2 separate regions of the Sus scrofa genome follow, and region 1 is linked to region 2. Evidence: chromatin contacts called from public HiChIP or PLAC-seq data. All regions are on one chromosome and are shown on one strand. Each heading gives the region's core, a stretch centred on a gene start, on an enhancer-like site or on the middle of the called end of the contact. The rest is flanking DNA. Distances are from core to core; before and after follow the strand shown.

Region 1 (3,644 bases), core at 864-3,363, 310 kb after region 2:
ATGTGACACATGTAAAGTATCATAAATTTAAAAAAAATCTGTGATCATGAAAATTGTCATGTCATTTTTTTGTCATATTAACAAAAAAATATGTCTGTGGGTAATAAAGCAATAGAACACATACTCAGAGGATTTATAAATTTAGAGCTACAGACTTACAATAACAAATTAATTTAAATGGATTAAAAGGGTATAACAAGTAACCTGTTATACATTTGTTAGTGAATTTAAAATATAAACGAACAAACAAAAAAACAAACCCAACTATGGACTTGTTGGAAAAGAATAGCTGTAGGATATCTTGGAACCGGTAATGAAAACATACATCTTATCAATAGTCTGTAGTCTGATCTTTGATAAGGAGGACAGAACAATGGAGTTTATTGATATTTTAGACTTGCTGATAGGTATTTAGCCGCACACTGTTTCTCTTTGTGTATCCAGAAGCCACCGGTGTGCCTGGCATGTAATCAGGGCTCAATAGATGTTTGCTGGTTAAATAAATGGGTATCAAAGGGTTGCATGGAACTTATCTAATCATTGATTTTCATATTCTCAGAAAATTTCCTTCCCTTTTGCTAAGGAAAAGCATCTAAGCCATTGTGTTTGAGATGAGGTCACTGGTAACACTCCAAGCTCTTTGCCAGTCCTGTAAGCTCCTTGGGGCAAGGCCACATATTACGCATCCTTGTATTCTCTGGCTTAGCAGGTGCCTGGCACCTATAGGACTAGATTTGTGTCCGCTGAACTCTTGTTCCTTTTTGGTTGTACTGCACTGTCTCCCTCCCCACCTGTGTAAGCTGATTCTCCTAGTCTTTCATTTTCAAGAGAGACTCCTCATCTTTGCTATCAAGGTAATCCAGCCGGACTGGGCACTTTTATTTTCCACCATCTTCACCCCTTACTCTCCTTGACTCTGTTTTTCTCTGTCACTCTTTTTCCTAGTTTCAGGGGGAAGAGGGGTCTTTCTTCTTTCTATCATATTGATGCTCTCGGTAAAATTAATGCTTCTCTCCCCTGAGACTGGACACTGGTGCAGTGAAAAAAGCGAGGGGTGCTTGAGACTTTGTTTTGTTATTGGGTGTGTGATCTTGTATGAGTCACTTAATTTTTCTGAGACTTAATTTCCTTCTGTCAAATAATAAGTAATAATTAATAATACTGTGCTAATACTTCAAAGGTTCACTTGAAATACTGCACATGAAAGTTTTATAAACTGTGGAATACTCATAATTATTTGTAGTACTTTGAAAAGACATGTTTTTACTCTGCAGATTTATTAATTATGTAAAACAGAATTTATCAATAGAGCTAAGTTTCCTTCTAAACTTGTCTCACTGATAGAAATGTTTGTCTCTGGAAACTTTGTGAAGTACAATCATATCATTGGCCAAGAAGCCATTCATTCATTTGCAGGGAGCTCGAACCATCATGGCTGTTTATATCAGAATGTCTTAGAGGCCAAGAAATCAAACATGCATCATCCATCTCACTGAACCCAAGAAAAACAGAGCTTTAAAATTAAAAACCCAGAGTTCCTGTTGTGGCGCAGCAGAAACGAATCTGACTAATATCCATGAGGATGTAGGTTCAATCCCTGGCCTCGCTTAGTGGGTTAAGGATCCGGCATTGCCATGAGCTGTGGTGCAGCTTGCAGACGTGGCTTGGATCTGGCGTTGCTATGTCTGTGCCATAGCTGGCAGCTGTAGCTCTGATTCAACCCCTAGCCTGGGAACTTCCATATGCCACAGATGCAGCCCTAAAAAGAAAGAAAAAGTAAAATTAAAAACCGATACGTAGACAATGGTTAAAAATAATCAAAGCTCTGCATAGTGTCCTTAAATTGTTTATATCGGTCTGAGGAGCCTGTGGAGATCCATATTTATAAGCCATAACTTGTGAAGAGGTGAAGAATCGTGTTCTTAGTCAGAGTGAGTCAGCGATCTCAGCACACCTTCTGCCTCTTAGTCTGTATTTATAATACATAACAGAGAATCAGTCTGAGTAAATACAGTGCCATTTGTTGACTTTCAGTGATGCAACCTTATAGCCAGAAAAGAAATATCTCCAGGGAGACTGAAGGAGGAAGACTTCCTCTTTGGTTTTGCAGGCTTTCCTCAAGCCCACGGAACCCTGGGAAAAGTGAGATTCCAACAGAGCCACCTAAGAGCAGAGGTTACTGACTGTACTGTCCCTTCTTCCCAGAGTGCTTTGCCTTCCTTTTTCTTCATTGGCTGCTTTTCATATTTTCAAGTGCACCCAGGTATTTCTCATCTTGAAAAAACCCTCCTTTGACCGTGTTTCCTCTTCCAGCTGTTACCATAGCTCTTTGTTATTAACAAGATTCTCAAATGAATGCTCTACATCTACCATCACCATTTGCCTTTTCACTCCATGATCTGGATTTCTTCCTTACCACTCTGCTGAAACGACTTTCCTTCATTATCCTGGCCAGTCATCTCTTTTCTTCAGTCCTCACTTTGGTGATTTCTGTAGAATTTTCTATTTATCACTTAAAAAAAAGAGAAGCTCTTCTTTTCTCTGATTTATCTAGGGCTCTATTACAGGGATTCTGTCTCTGATGTCAAGTAGACCTAGGTTAAAATTCTACCTGGGAAAAGAACAGCGTGGATTAAATGAATCGGTGTCTATAAAATGCTTCGCATAACACATAGCACATTGTAAAATGTCAGCTTTTACTGTAATGATTATTACTACAGTTTATTTTCAAATCTTTCACTACGTCCTCCATGTAGGAAATTCGATAACCTACGAAGCCCCGGAGCACTGGCTTATTACTGTTGAATCCCAATAGAATTGCCATCATTTTAAATTCAGCACATCTAAAATTGAGTTTTTCTTTATGTATCCAAAAAATCTCTATGATTTTTCTATCTATGTGAGCCATGCTGCTATCTTTGACTCCTCCTTTTCCATCATTTTCACCAAATTAGTGTCCAAGTCCTGATGGTGATTCCTTCAGGAAGCCTCTCTCTGAAGAGAGGTTGCCCCTCTCTTCAGTCTCTATTTGCAAGACCCTTAAACATGTTTTCCTTTGCTTTCTAATATATATAACATCTTTCAAAATGTGACAATTAGTGACTGACAGATTATTATTTTTTTTCTTTTTACAACTGCACCTGCAGCCTATGGAAGTTCCTGGGTTGGGTTTGAATTGGAGCTGCAGCTGCTGGCCTACACCACAGCCACAGCAACCCCAGATCTGAGCCGCATCTGTGACCTATGCCGCAGCTTGTGGCAATGCCAGATCCTTAACCAAGTGAGTGAAGCCAGGGATTGAACCTGCATCCTCATGGACACTATGTCGGGTTCTTAACTCACTGAGCCACTGCAGGAACCCCCTGACGGATGTTTTTAAATAAAGAATCCTATTTTGAGAATAAAACAATGTGGAGAAGCCTACCAGACATTTGTGGGAAGGCTGGATAGGCTAGAACCTCCTCCTCCTGGTGACTCTTCACCCAACCTGCCAGCCAAGGGCCCAGGAGCGTACGAACTGCCCTACTCACAAAGTGCTTTTCCTACTCACTCAAATGCATTCCAGTTGAAAGGCATTCAATCATTCAAGTCAAAATTGTGTTCTCTTCATAGTCCCATTGCACAGCCAGAAAGCTTTGTATGTG
Region 2 (3,801 bases), core at 247-2,746:
AGTTTTGATTTGCAATAAAATTACAGACTATATCTACTTTCATAAGTTTTTTATTTAAATAACCGTATCTATTTAATTTTATGATAAAGAATGCAAACCTGATTTTAAAGCAATCTTCACTGTATGGATAAACATCAGCACATTGAAATCCTTAAGCATGTCACTGGACCTTCAAGTGTCAAGACTTCCATTTTTCTGAACCCTGGGAGGGTGGAGCTAAAAGAGCTGGGACAGGTGCAGATAGAATTGGCACCAATGCTGTATTTATCCAACATGTAATGTGTCCATCTTTTCTCCATTAAAAGAAAACTTTCACTTAAAATAGAAGTTCCCTGGTGGCCTACTGGTTAAGGATTGGGCATTATTATTGCTGTGGCTTGGGTCACTGCTGTGGTATGAGTTCGAGCCCTGCCTGGGAATTTGCTCATGCTGCAGACATGGCCAAAAAAACAAATTTTTTTTGTTGTTTTTTTGTTTTTTTTCTTTTTAGGGTTGTACCCGCTGCATATGGAAGTTCCCGGGCTAGGGGTTGAATCGGAGCTACAGCTGTTGGCCCTGCACCACAGCCACAGCAACACTGCATCTGAGTGTCATGTGCGACCTACACCACAGCTCATGGCAATGCCAGACCCTCAACCCACTGAGCGAGGCCAGGGATCAAATCCTCGATCTCCTGGTTCCTGGTTGGATTCGTTTCCACTGCACCACAACAGAATCTCCAAGATTTTCTTTTTTCTTTTCTTTTCTTTTCTTTTTTCTGCTTCTTAGGGCCGCACCCTGCGGCATATGGAGGCTCCCAGGCTAGGGGTCAAATTGGAGCTACAACTGCCAGCTACACCGCAGCCACAGCGATGCTAGATCCTTAACCCACTGAACAAGTTAAACCTGCAACCTCGTGGTTCCTAGTTGGATTCCTTTTCGCTTTGCCTTGACGGGAACTCCCCCCCCCAATTTTTTTTAAATAAATTTTAAAAAAGGAGAAAACTTTCACTTAAAACAAAAAAGTGAGCAAGTAGTGTTTTTTCTTTCTAGGGCCACACCTGTGGCATATGGAAGTTCCCAGGCTAGGGGTCAAACCAGAGCTGTAGCTGCTGGTCTACACCACAACTTGGCTTGAACGGAAACACGTCCGCGGCCTGCACCACAGCTTATGGCAACACCGGCTTCTTAATCCACTGAGCATAGGCCAGGGATCAAACCTGCATCCTCATGGATGCTAATCTGATTCCTTTCGTCTGAGCCATGCCAGGAACTCCCAGCAAGTAGTGTTTTGTCTTTATTGGGCTTCCAATTTTGTGACATCTGAACTAAATCAGTTGCTGAGGACTACACTACCACGGTGCGGCTTGGGACTAGGCTGTCCCCTGTTAGAATGTAAGTCTCACTAAGGCTGAGATTCTAGTCTCTCCTGTTCACGGTTTCCTGTTACACAGTACCTAGCTCGTAGTAGACATGCAAAAAACATTGGATGGATGAATGGTAAGTTGAAGGGAGTTGCCACTAGGTGGCGATGTTTTCTTGGATCTGTACTACAACTCTTCACAGCATCAACAGTCCAAGGATAGGTGGTGGCTTGAGGCGGAGTGGGCAGAGGGATGATCTCATCAGTCACACGCGTTGGAACCTCCGCCAGCCAGCCCCCTCGTGGCTGAAACTTCATCCCCCACCGGCTCCCCCCAGCCCTCTAAGATGCTAGGGGTTGAGAATCACAGATTTTTCTTCATAAGTAATCTCAGATATAACTTGCTCTATTCCAACCTGTTGTGTTGCGACTCCCAAATTTTGCAAACCAACAAAATGGGGAACGGCCAAGCTGTAAGCTCCACAGTGGTAGCTTAGCCTCAGCAATTGATTTAGTTCAGTTATAACAAACTCCGGAGCCCAAAATAAAGCTAATACACCAAACTACTGTATATATAGTGTGTGTGTATAACTATGAGTTTCCTGATTGTGACATTGGAAACTGGAAGAATGAATGGGAATTTGGAGGCACAGAAGTAAGAGAAAGTTCCAAAGGAAGAGAAAGGCAGAGGACAGAGCAAAGAGAAGCACATCAGTGGGTTCTCTGGGCAACAGCTGCAGTGTTAGGAGTGCACTGCCCAGGGCTCTTTACCTGCTGTCCCTTGGCCCAGCCCCCTTCCCTCCCATCATGGCTCACTCTGTTACTTCACATCCTCCGGCAGGCTTCCCTGACTGCTTCCCTAGAATAATCACTGAGACCTACCTCCCATCTTGTTCTCTTTTCTTTCAGAGCACGTCCACTAATCATCTATTTGTGCAAGATCTGTCTCTCCAACTACAGTATAAGCTCACTGAAGGCAGGACTTTGCCTGTCTTTTCATGGGGCATCACCAGTCCCTAAATTAGAGACTTTAGTGAACACAGAGAAAGGCACACAATACCAGTAATAAAAGTGAGCCACCTCTGCACAGCAATGACTGTCCTTTCTATCAAATGCAGCCTTCCAGAAAGGAAGGGGAGGATTGTGCAATCCCATCCCCTACTTAGAGCTACCACATTATCTGCTGTGAAGATCAGGTTATGAACCAACTGTAGATGAGCTTTGCATGTGTCCTCTCACTGCCAGCCTGTGGTGTCATGAAGAGTAAGAGAAGTTGCTTAAGCTTCAGATGAGGAGGAATATACTGGAAACAGAAAGGACACAACTAGAGGCAGTTAAAAATTTATCTCATACTCAAATCCATTCGTTGTCATGGTCCTGCTATAGTCTCAGACCCAGTTCTCAGAACAATTAAATCCTCTCATGACATTTTATTTATTTTTAGTTTTAGTTTTTTATCTTTTTGTCTTTTTAGGGCCGCACCCGCAGCACATGAAAGTTCCCGGGGTAGGGGTGGAGTCAGACCTGTAGATCCAGCCTACACCACAGCCACAGCTATGTGGGATCCAAGCCATGTCTGCGACCTACACCACAGCTCACTGTAACACCAGATCCTTAACCCACTGAGCAACACCAAGGATTGAACCTGCATCCTAGTCAGGTTCATTAACCACTGAGCCATGATGGGAACTCCCTCTTATGACATTTTACATTCCTAAGCAAGTAAGAAAAACTTAAAAAGCTTCCCACACAAGAGAAATGTCAGATTAATTATGTGCAGAGGTCTGAACCACGGCAAAATGAAAATCTTCATAATGACATTTAAACTGTCTCCCCATAATGCACGGACAGACTTGGGGTGCCCTCCAGTGCAGGGAATGCTATTGGGAGAAGCTTGAAGAAGATTCTCCTTTAGTACTTTCCAGTCTTAATAAGGCCAGATTTTCTTTCTTTTGTTGCTAAATGTGCCATGCCACATCTTCTATTCTTGCCGCCAGATGGATGTGATTTAGCATAGTACTACCCCATCAGCATTTCTCTTCAAACATGTCAGTATAATGCTGAGCTGGAGCCTGTATAAAAGGTAATTAACCACAAAGACAATTATAGTTTAAGCAGCTGTTTAAAAATCTGAGATATTGTGAAAAGTTACCATTTAAAAAAAACACGTAAAATTTTCTGGAATATCTTGACCTTTTATAACTAACCTACAATACATGACTGTGTATTTATGATGATGAAATTATGCTCTGAATTGACCTCACGCTAGGTTTTTTTTTTTTTTTTTTTTTTTGGAGTTTCACAGTCTTTGAAGCTATACTCAGAAAAGGAAAGAAAAGTAAAACTACCATGAAGCTATAAATTATGTTTTCTTTTTTTAAAACTGAACCATGTGGGTTAGGCTTTTGCTTTTTTACCGCTAGAAGGTGCTAATATCACTATTAAACAGAAGTTCACTG

Evidence for each region. HiChIP or PLAC-seq counts read pairs in DNA pulled down with a chosen protein or histone mark.
Region 1: an H3K27ac HiChIP or PLAC-seq map of alveolar macrophages shows a contact between it and region 2. The contact joins two enhancer-like sites. A contact is called at or near these places in 4 of 47 Hi-C or Micro-C datasets (alveolar macrophages, embryonic fibroblasts, retroperitoneal adipose tissue and 1 more) and 1 of 2 datasets of contacts at active chromatin or transcription factors (alveolar macrophages).

The regions. Positions count from the first base shown.
Region 1 is chr9:33,283,153-33,286,796 of Sscrofa11.1, forward strand. The region is part of intron 6 of MMP20 (matrix metallopeptidase 20); the gene reads right to left. Among named protein-coding and RNA genes, the nearest start is that of MMP20, 23 kb to the right of the region's middle. Within about 2 kb of position 2,114, at least 2 of the 83 cell types and tissues checked have an H3K27ac peak or open chromatin away from gene starts, as enhancers often do. A contact at or near this core is called in alveolar macrophages, where this site is marked.
Region 2 is chr9:32,974,250-32,978,050 of Sscrofa11.1, forward strand. No RefSeq gene overlaps it. Among named protein-coding and RNA genes, the nearest start is that of BIRC3, 27 kb to the right of the region's middle. Within about 2 kb of position 1,497, at least 9 of the 83 cell types and tissues checked have an H3K27ac peak or open chromatin away from gene starts, as enhancers often do. A contact at or near this core is called in alveolar macrophages, where this site is marked.